Regions from separate parts of the Sus scrofa genome. Here all the other regions are linked to region 3. Evidence: chromatin contacts called from public HiChIP or PLAC-seq data. All regions are on one chromosome and are shown on one strand. The core of a region is the stretch at or near the end of the contact, and the rest is flanking DNA. Distances in the headings are between cores, read along the strand shown.

Evidence for each region. HiChIP or PLAC-seq counts read pairs in DNA pulled down with a chosen protein or histone mark.
Region 1: an H3K27ac HiChIP or PLAC-seq map of skeletal muscle shows a contact between it and region 3. The contact joins two enhancer-like sites. A contact is called at or near these places in 1 of 47 Hi-C or Micro-C datasets (epiblast stem cells) and 1 of 2 datasets of contacts at active chromatin or transcription factors (skeletal muscle).
Region 2: an H3K27ac HiChIP or PLAC-seq map of skeletal muscle shows a contact between it and region 3. The contact joins two enhancer-like sites. A contact is called at or near these places in 2 of 47 Hi-C or Micro-C datasets (heart right ventricle and skeletal muscle) and 1 of 2 datasets of contacts at active chromatin or transcription factors (skeletal muscle).

Annotation. Positions count from the first base shown.
Region 1 is chr15:79,206,961-79,210,497 of Sscrofa11.1, reverse strand. All of the region lies in intron 2 of MAP3K20 (mitogen-activated protein kinase kinase kinase MLT), which reads right to left. Among named protein-coding and RNA genes, the nearest start is that of MAP3K20, 34 kb to the right of the region's middle. Within about 2 kb of position 1,852, at least 12 of the 83 cell types and tissues checked have an H3K27ac peak or open chromatin away from gene starts, as enhancers often do. A contact at or near this core is called in skeletal muscle, where this site is marked.
Region 2 is chr15:79,283,875-79,287,706 of Sscrofa11.1, reverse strand. MAP3K20 (mitogen-activated protein kinase kinase kinase MLT) reads right to left here. Exons shown (of 20, transcript XM_013990583.2): 5 at 1,672-1,737. Among named protein-coding and RNA genes, the nearest start is that of MIR9826, 110 kb to the left of the region's middle. Within about 2 kb of position 1,341, at least 2 of the 83 cell types and tissues checked have an H3K27ac peak or open chromatin away from gene starts, as enhancers often do. A contact at or near this core is called in skeletal muscle, where this site is marked.
Region 3 is chr15:79,066,522-79,069,886 of Sscrofa11.1, reverse strand. It overlaps RAPGEF4 (rap guanine nucleotide exchange factor 4), which reads right to left. Exons shown (of 31, transcript XM_021075197.1): 25 at 3,130-3,308; 26 at 1-65. Among named protein-coding and RNA genes, the nearest start is that of MAP3K20, 110 kb to the left of the region's middle. Within about 2 kb of position 2,091, at least 11 of the 83 cell types and tissues checked have an H3K27ac peak or open chromatin away from gene starts, as enhancers often do. A contact at or near this core is called in skeletal muscle, where this site is marked.

The sequences.
Region 1 (3,537 bases), core at 603-3,102, 140 kb before region 3:
ACTTCATAATCCTATGTGGCTTATGAACTGATGTGGTCAAAGGGGACACCACTTACTTTGATTGAAAAGTTGTATTAAAAAGGACTTTCTTGGAGTTCTCGTCGTGGCACAGTGGTTAACGAATCCGACTAGGAACCATGAGGTTGCGGGTTCGATCCCTCGCCTTGCTCAGTGGGTTAAGGATCCAGCGTTGCCGTGAGCTGTGGTGTAGATCGCAGACGTGGCTCGGATCCCGCATTGCTGTGGCTGTGGTGTAGGCCAGCGGCTATAGCTCTGATTTGACCCCTAGCCTGGGAACCTCCATATGCCGCAGGTACGGCCCTGGAAATGACCAAAAAAAAAGGGGGGGGGGCTTTCTTTTTAAAGTTAAAAAGGTTACTGATTTTACTTATCATGTCTTATGATTGAATTAATATCTTAAAAGGAAGAGGCTCATCAAACATTCCTTTAGGAGTTCCCATTGTGGCTCAGCAGGATAAGAACCGACTAGTATCCCTGAGGATGTGGGTTTGATCCCTGGCCTTGCTCAGTGGGTTAAAGATCCAGCATTGCCACAAGGTGAGGCATGGGTCACAGATGTGGCTCAGATCCAGTGTTGTGGCTGTGGCGTAGGGCAGCAGCTGCAGCTCCAACATGACTCCTAGCCGAGGAGCTTCCATATGCCACAGGTGCAGCTGTTAAAAAAAAAAATTCTTTTAGAGGAAACAAATATATATCACACCTCACACCCACATCTAGGTTTCCCATTCTACAAGGACAGGAGAGATACTCTTGTATCAAATGAGGCCCCAAACTGAAAGATACTTTTCATGAAGAAAAACAAAAATCTAAAATCTGAAGTGTGTTTCTGAAAGTGAATTCTAGAAGTATCTTGCGAAGGTAGACAATTCAGCTAGGTGAGTTGGAGAAACTGTACAGATGGGCCTGAAATGAGAAATGAGAAATTCAGGAAAGGTTTTTGTAGACACAAGTGGCGTGCCCTTCCATCTATCTGGCCCTAAGCGCTGTCTGCGTGTGTGTATGTGTATGTGTGTTTTTTTAGGACTGCACCCTTGGCACATGGAAGTTCCCAGTCTAGGGGTTGAACTGGAGCTGTAGCTGCCTGCCTATACCACAGCCACAGCAACTCAGGATCTAAGTCACGTCTGCAACCTACACCACAGCTCACAGCAGCACCGTATCCCTGACCCACTGTGCAAGGCCAGGGATCGAACCTGTGTTCTCATGGATACCAGCCAGGTTTGTCACTGCTGGGCCACAAAGGGGACGCCCTAGATTGATTCTTCCTTAAGGACACACTGGCAAGAAGTTGCTCCTGGTTTTTGGCTTCCTAGTTTCTTCCTCTAGAATGGCTTTGTTCTCAGTTATCTGCTCAGAGAGTCACTGCCAAATGCCAGATACCACTAATCACAAAACCTAGAGTTAAGAAAAATCTCTTGGGCTGCTGGACAGATGTTCATAGTCAAAAAATCTTCCTGAAGTCTCTCCTGTCAAACTCCTAAGGCCAGGAGAGCCCTAACATCTACTCCCACGGCCACCACTGCTATGTGTCTTGAGAACTCCAGCACTCTCACTGTCCCCTCATCTGTTTATGTCATCACCACAAGACAATCCAGGCCCCAGGTTGCCCTCATCTCTTCTTAAGGGACTTCGCACACTCCAGCTGGACCCCACTGCCCACCTTTCCCCAACCCTGAAGCCCTCCCTGTCACCATGCCCTCACACGCCATCACCAGTTAGAAGATGCAGGAAAGTTTACTTTCCTACATCTTCTGACAGGAGCTGGCGCTCCTCTGCAGGCGTCCCCATGGCAGCCAGTCTGTCTCTTTCAGCACTCGCTCCATGAGGCCTGGAAGGGAACAAAGCGTCCTCCTGGCTCCTCATCACGGGCTTCCAGACAGCCCTCCCTTCCCCTCCCTACAAGTTGAATCCGTCATTAGATTGCATCACCCATCATCCTTCACAGGCATCAACAGACACCAATTCCAGAGAGCTCCCCTTCATTGCTTGATGATTTCAGCTCCTAGCTCACTGTCATTTTCTCCAATTATGATTCCTGTGTCACAGTGTGGGAATGTTCACACGCACACGTAGGAGCCTCTAACACTTGTCCTCTCAAGTCCCCGAACTCTCTGGCAACAACCTAATCCTTCATCACACCCAAGTCATGCATTCCTTTGGTCGCACCCTAGACCCTGCAGGACCAGTAACTACGCCCTCCTTCATCCAAAATCCACCCATCTCTCTTCTTAGACTTCCAGCTCGCTGCCTCTACTCCCTGGACTCCAACAATCCCCAAGCCTCTAAGTCACCAGGTCCTGTGCCTTCTCAGTGCAACACCCTTCCCAGGTATCTGCTTCCCCTCTTCATCTCCCTTGAATCCCATGGCAAATCATAGACTCCTACCCAATTCTCTGTCTACTCCTGAACCTGTTGAGCTGAATAGAGCCGGAGAAAACACCATTATCACTGCTCAGCAGTCAACCACTGTTCCCTAGTTCAGTGGTTCTCCATTTTTTTTGTTGCTGTTTTTCCATAGAGACACTAACTGTTCAAGCCCTATCTGTTGATCTTTTCCTCATTGTTTCATCCACATCCGAATTGACTCTGTACCTTTTTCAAAAATCTACTGACCAAATCTATATGGGTCTATGTTTAGACTCTCTTCTGTTTTACAGTTCTATCTAAACAGCATGATACCACACAGTATGGGGGAACTGTAGCTTTATATTAAGTACTGATACAAGGCAGTGGTATAAGTCCTCCAACACGGTTCTTCTTTTCTAAACTTGCTTTGGCTATTCCAAGTCCTTCGCATTTCCATATATGTTTTACCACCTGCTTATCAATTTCTACCCAAAACTGGCTGGTGTTATGACTGGGATTGTAATGAATATACAAATCAACTTCAGGAGAACTGTCATCTTTTTTTTTTTACAGAAAAAAAATGTTTGTTGAAATATATTTGACAAAAATTATGTAGATTTAAGGTGTACATCTTGATTATTTTTAGGACCTTACTTAATCCTCCCCTCTGACTTTGTGCCTCCAGATCTGTTAAGGCATAATTGACAAATAAAAATTGCATACATTTAAGGCATACAAAATACAAATGACTGGATCTTGAGTTTATAAAATTCTATACTCAAAGTATATAATGAATTATATAGATATTGTCAAACTGTAATCCAAGCATATAATTTTTTTTTTTTTTTTTTTTTTTTTTTTGGCACGTGGCTGTCCAGTTTTCCCAACATTTTTGTTTTTGTTTTTGCTTTTTAGGACCGCACCCAGGCATATGGAAGTTCCCAGGCTAGGGGTCAAATTGGAGCTATGCTGCCAGCTTATGCCACAGCCACAGCAACATCAGATCTGAACTGTGTCTGTGACCCACACCACTTCTCATGGCAATGCTGGATCCTTAACCCACTGAGGGAGGCCAGGGATGGAACCCACAACCTCATGGTTCCTAGTTGGATTTGTTTCTACTGCACTGAACTCCCTAACACCATTTTTTTTTTTTTTTTGAGACTATCC
Region 2 (3,832 bases), core at 92-2,591, 220 kb before region 3:
GGGAAAATAATTTTTGCATGATCTAATGCACAGAAATAGCCTAAGGGTAAATCTGATACTATGTATAAGAAGCTATACATTTTTCAAATAAAAATATAAATACTGTTAATACTATATTCAATTATTTTAAAAATTACTGTTTTTTATAAGATGATTAAATTCATTTAAAAAATCTAACACTATAAAAATATATAACTTCAAAAATAAAAGTCCTATTATTCCCTCTTCTCCACCCCCCCCAAATTGCTAAAGGTTAGATCTATATTGTTTCAAAGCATATGCATTTTCCCATCAAGTAACTGCATAAATAATAATTTTAAAAAATGGGATCATTCCCTATTGTTAGTTTTCATAATGACAGCAGGGATAATTTTACCGTTCTCTCATGGGATATTGAGGATATACTGATATAAAGCATGCAAAGGAGAGAAGCTAAATGACTTATTTAGATTGAAATTCTGAGCATGAACTGAAAATTTATGAAGTCATAAATCTCTGATACTTCCTATTAGATTCTAGATCATTTCCTAAGGACTTCCTGCTGGCCAATATATATCAAAAGGATTTAGCCCCAGGAAGCTTATGAAGAGCCAAAGAATAAGTGATGACCTAAAAAAGGGCAAGAGCAATCAGCTGGAATTGACTGTCTGGGTCAGGGTGACGGCCCAAACTGAACAGCCAACAGGTCCCCTTTCCCCATCCGGACAAACACCACGGTCCTGGGCCACTGGGCAATTCCCTAGTCCTCTTCCTCCACTGACCACGACTACCTACTTAAGGATCACACTATCAGGACTTAGCCATAACCATAAACTGCAGTGATTTAAAGATTTCCTAAAAAAAAAAAGAGTTCTCCGCCTCTATACTTAGAAGAATCACTTAGAAAGTATATAAATAATAAAAGAATGTAAATGAACTGAGAGTAGGGTTTTTTTTAAGTAGCAAACTCTGAGTGCTGGCTAGCTAAATAATCCCATTGCCTTTCTCTGTTAACTCTCAAGTGATGAAGGGAAGAAGCATTCTGTTGCCACTCCTACTTGAAGGTAACATTTAATCCTTTAAGTCATTTAAAAGTGCTTGCTTCCCTGAATGATGAAATGCAGGATCACAGATAAACTTTAGGAGCTACAGAAGACGAGGAAGAAGAAAAAGAAAGCCTTTATTTTCCAAAAAGCTGATCATTTTGGGGCACTCCTCCAGGTAGTATGAGTGACATAAAAAATTTACACCAAATAATTCAGGAACAGCAAGCACAAAACTCAAAACTACTAGTACAGAGAGCCATCTAAAAATAGAAGACTAGAAAGGCACGACTAAGCACTTTGATCTGGCAATACCTCTTTTAGAAAATGATCCCAGAGAAATAATTAGGGATGTGTTGAAAAGTGTTACTAAAAAGTATTAAGCTCAACATTTTTTATCAGCGAAAAAAAATGTAAACAACCCAAATGTCCACGTTCTGTGCTATTTATACAGTGGAATACTATGCAGCCTCTTGAAATAATGTAGAGGATTTTGACATTTATTAATAGTGGAAAGATCTTCATGATATCAGCAGTGAGTCAAAATAGTTGGCTACAAAAGATAAGGAAAGTATGATGCTTATTTCTATACAGAGGTGCATATATTTTATAATAAAGTGGGTAAAATAAAAAGATATGACTACGTTACCATTTCTTGACTTGAGATCTCTGTGAATCACCTTGACAGGAGCCTCCATGTGTAAATAGTGCATTCCTTTTCATACAAGAAGGAAGAAAGGCCTATTAATATAATTTTTCAACACTGCATCAGCATTACCTTTCTATTTTACCTTTCTATTTTAAACATCATTATTATTTTTCATATTTTTGCAAAGGATTTCATAGCAAAAATTAAATTCATGTGTTCTATTCTTCCGTGATGGATCAGAGACAGGATATGTCTATATCAGGAAAATTTATATGAAAAGGAAACCTTATGTGCTTTAACCTCTCTGAATTTGGAATCTGATTGTGGATAAAGCTAGCTTCTTACAATACCCAATAAGGACACCTTAATTTTCTGGAGTCTGTCCCAAAATAGCACAGATACCATTGGAAGAAATGCTCCAATGACTAAGGTGTTCCACCACCAAATCAGCCAAAGTTCTGACCAAAAATTTCAGTTTTCATTTGCATGTCTGGTTTATCTTCTCAGTCCTCATTCTAATAAGACCCTGGGAGGAGAGGTAGGGTAGGGTGAGGAGAACTGGTTTAATTCAGTAGGTGTGACTGGTGAAGGATTTTGGTGATCCTTAGACAGAAAAATATACAGTAGTTACAAGATATTTTATTCTTCTTACAAGGATAAATCTTTGAGATAATCTACATTTAAATGTACTCTAAAATTCTCTACAACATACTGAGAATGCCAATCAAATTACTTCACTAAATTGGATAGATACATAAATTAAGCAGAGTTTTACTATTTTGAATAAAAAATTATACTGTAAAAGACACCTATTTCACAGTTACCCCTTAGGTAGTGTTTGACTCTTTCTCTGTATTTATGTATTGTCTACCCCCTTAGAATAAAAAAAAAGAACATTTTCTACTGAAATATTTTCTCTTTATTTCTCAAGTTGTGTTTTCTAAACAGCGGAAGAAACATCCCCCCCACGGCAATAAAACAGGTTTCTTTTGTTAATGAACATAATTTAATAACTAGGCTTTGGTTCCTTTTTTAGGTATATAGAAAATTTCAGTTTTACAAAGGCTAATTTAAAAAATAACCTACTCTGGGAACAATGTCTGGTCACTTACGATGGAGCATGATAATGTGTGAAAATAGAATGTGTACATGTATGTGTAACCGGGTCACCATGCTGTACAGTAGAAAAAAAACTGTATTGGGGACATAACTATTAAAAAAATTATAACAAAAAAACAGACCATAATATGAATTCCAAAAAATAATAAAATAATCTATTATTTTTCTACTGTTCTGATGATTATATTTTGAAGAATCATGAAAGAACAAAGAAAATTTTTAAAAAATTTAAACTCTTACCAAATAAGGATATTACTGAAAAGAGTCAACAAAAGTATTAGTAATTCAAATGATCTTAAATAAGATGTAACTGGAACTAAGGAACTTTCTTCTAGTAATAAGTCCTACATAGTCCAAGCTGTGAAAATTCACTAGTTACAACTTGAGTAACTTTTAATAATTTCTGTAACTGAATTTCATAGTTATTTCTCTCTTGCTTTAAGAATCAAATTCTGGAGTTCCCGTTGTGGTGCAGCGGAAACGAATCCGACTAGGAACCATGAGGTTGAGGGTTCGATCCCTGGCCTCGCTCAGTGGGTTAAGGATCTGACGTTGCTGTGAACTGTGGTGTAGGTCGAAGATGTGGCATTGCTGTGGCTGTGGTATAGGCTGGCAGCAACAGCTCTGATTAGACCCCTAGCCTGGGGTGAGATGCTAAAAAAAGACAAAAGACAAAAAAAAAAAAAAAAAAAAAAAAAAAAGAATCAAATTCCTGCAGTTTCCATTGTGGCTCAGTGGCTTATGAACCCGACTAGTATCCATGAGAATGCACGTTCCATCCCTGGCCTCGCTCAGTGGGTTAAGGATCTGGCATTGCTGTGCGCTGCAGTGTAGGTCATAGATAGACGCAGCTCGGATCTGGCATTGCTGTGGCTGTGGTTAGGCCAGCAGCCGCAACTCTGATTTGACCCCTAGCCTGGGAACTTCCATATGCAGCTCGGATCTGGCATTGCTGTGGCTGTGGTGTAGGCCAGCAGCCGCAACTCTGATTTGACCCCTAGCCTGGGAACTTCCATATGCTGCAGGCGCAGCCTTTAAAAAA
Region 3 (3,365 bases), core at 842-3,341:
CAGCAACATTACTTAGTCCCATGACGATGGCAAAAAAGGAATTCAGATTTTTGTACTCCTTACAGCTGAAACACAAGAGGCACATGTTGGGAGAAAATGTCACTTTTGAGTGAGATAAAAAAAAAAATTAGGGTTCTATTTTCTGATGGTCATTAATATTCGTCAGGACTCTCTTACGAGAACAGGCAATGATAGATTTAATGCATTATAAAAGTTTCCACTTGGGTGACCGTGTTCTGCTGTTTGATTTCTCATCGCAGTTTTAGAAAGGTGATGGTATTGGCCGTCGGTGCAGGTTTTGAGAAGGAAATTTAAAGACACCGACCTGGGGGATTGTTACTGTAACCCCAAAGCGATAAAACCTTGTTGGACTTGGAAGGAAACATCTCAGGGGATCTGAAGAGAGGAAGCAAAATGTCCTTGGAGGCTTTCAGACTTCCAGCCTGAAACTGGACACCCCAGGCTCTGGCAGCCTGAGGGAACCAAGGAGATCACACTGAACTTCCACCTGCCATGCAAATGCTTCTAATTTGTTGAACAAATATCACTGTACAAATCATGACCCGTATACAGCTAGTAACCTCAACAGCTGACCCCCAATAACGTTACCCGCTCTGTGTTTTAGCAGTGTTGATGAAGCTGATCATTTTGAACCTGTATTTTGGCCACTCTTTGCTTTTATGGATATATATTTGGGAATAAGAATATTGTGGGACAAGACCAAAGGTTCTTAATTAGAATGAAATGTTTAGCCCAGGTAAATGCAAAAAAAAAAAAAAAAAAGAATCTTCAACTTCTTCATACCAGCTTCTTGCAACGGGAAAGAAGAATTCATTTTGCAACGAGTGCAAATCCTTTACCACAAATCAATATGATTATCTAAGTTGACTACATCATAATTAAATCTTGTCTGGATTAGCATTTTTGCAAAAGGCTAATTGTTGCATTTGCTGCTTGTGTTCTCCTCGCAGAGGCAGCAGTGAGTGATCCTTACATGGGCTGTGTGGAAATGGGAAAACGGATTTAGAGAAGCTATGGAGCATCTCCTGCACCGGTGAGGAAGCAAGCGGGGACCTCACTCTCTGCAGGGTGGTAGCTCTCAAGTCAGGGGCTGAGGGCAATTTCAGAGCCCCTGGGCTGTAGCCAGTGAGTGGTCAGGACACATTTGTGTCTGTCCTTTGGGTGTGATCATGAAAGGCCACAGCCCTGCCTTTCTGCTCACGGCTCTGGTCACGGCTATCAAGTAAATAACTTTTATCACCCTAGGTAAGTCAGGACATCTTTATGCCTCAGTCTTCTCACCTGTAAAAAGTGAGGACCACATTTGGACCCCCAACTTCTCAACGTTCTGGGCAGGTCAAAGAGCTTCAATGGAATATATTGAGGTTCTCTAAAAATATCACACAAAACACGCGAACTGCCGCTAGGTTTAGAGGTCATTCCTGTAGATCCTGCTTTCTGAGTCTACAATCTTTTCCAGCTGGGTTGTGTAAAGAGTTCCACTGCAGGACAGCGCAGCTTAAATAATGGTTAAATAACATAAACCAATATATTCTGACGGCCACATCCACCCATAATCAGAAGGAAGAGAGCTAAGAAAGGCAAAAACATTAGAAAAAAATTCCTGTATGTTTGAAAGGCTCTCCTTGGTTGCTCTATAAAATTGCAAGACTGGGTCCCCAAAGCCTCTCTGATCTCCACGTCCTTGTGCAGACTTCATCTCTGCTCCCCTTGTTGCACTTAGCACCGCCAGGGGAGGGGACAGTGTACTTCTTGTAATGGGGAAGACAGACTATCACAACGTCCATACACGCCAAGGCATTTGTCCCTTGCAACAAGCCCGTTAGGCTCCTGGGGAAAGGAGCTCAACTAGAAATGCAGAAGCAACACTTTACCAAACCTTTCTTTGAAAAGGCAGCTCTTCCAAATTAAGAGATGCCAGCATTTAAATCGGAGGGATTTGGATCTTCTGTCGAACCCCCAAACTTTTGGCAGGATAACTCAAGGCTTTTGGCAAGCTGATATGTGTAAGACGTCAAGCGGTGTTTGCTTCTTTGTTTAGCTCTGGAGCTCAGACTCTGTATGAGATCTAAACTATTTGGCTCAGGAAAGCTGCCTAACTGGGGTCACTTGTGCTCCCCACCTTCCTGGGCTGGAGCTCCGTGCATTTAGAAAGGAAAGAAGTCTCCCAGCCACAAGCCACATTTAGCCTTTTATTTTTAGCATTGTGGTGATACCCAAAACATGGAAGTAAACAGGAGGTTGTCAGGCATATCTAAATAGCAAGAGAAGATTACATTCATGTCAGGGAGAAATCTAACTGGCCCCTGTGGTAAATAAATTGTTTCCCATGAAGTGCTGTTAAATAGAATGTTTGTAAGATGCTTGCTTTTTCCGATGTTTTTGGAGATGATTTCCGTGAACCAGGTTAGCTTGCCTTTATGCATTTTACTGATTTTTATCCTGGCTGAGTCGGATGCCCTGCCACATGCATGTTCCTACTGCCCTCTACTGGCGAGAACGTGTCATGTTCGACCTCGACTCGCCCAGCCTTTTAAAACAAACTTTGTACAGCAGAACTTTGCCAAAAGACTCATTTAAACTGAAGGAGGCACAAAGTCTGACTAGTTCAGAACAAAAAGAGGTCACAAGTTTAACTTGAGCATCAGTGCTCTAAGATGTTAATTTACATACTGGTGGCGTTCCTGTGGCTCAGTAGAAACCAATCTGACTAGTATCCGTGAGGATGCGGGTTCAATCCCTGGCCTTGCTCAGCGGGTTAAGGATCTGGCACTGCTGTGAGGTGTGGTGTAGGTCGAAGACGTGGCTCGGATCCTATGTTGCTGTGGCCGAGGTGTAGGCCAGCAGCTGTAGCTCTGATTCAACCCCTAGCCTGGGAAACTCCGTATGCCTAGAGTGCAGCCCTAAAAAGACAAAAACATTTACACATTGATGTCAAAAGCTAGACAGAACACCTGTTTCACAAGAGTTCAGCGCTTCTTAAGCCCCTGAGGTTGGTCCCGGTGCATGAGGAGATTTTATCTCTCACTTTTCTCTTTAAGGTGTAATCTAAGGGGACAGAATGAAAATTCAGCTCAAACATTTTTCTCTCTCCAAGCTGATACTTACTGGGCCGCTATCTTAATGAATTTTTTTAAGAGCTGAACACGCTTGCTGGGCTGGGAACAAAGGCAAATCTCAGTGACAACCCAAAACTGAATTTCATTAAACCTCCTCAGGAACAAATCCAAGTTCGCTGTGGTCTTTTTAAAATGATGCCTTCCAAATGTGTGATAGATTAGTTCCAGCTAGAAGAGAGGAAAACAATGTCACATCTTTGTTTTTAAATCAAAACAACAGCTCAG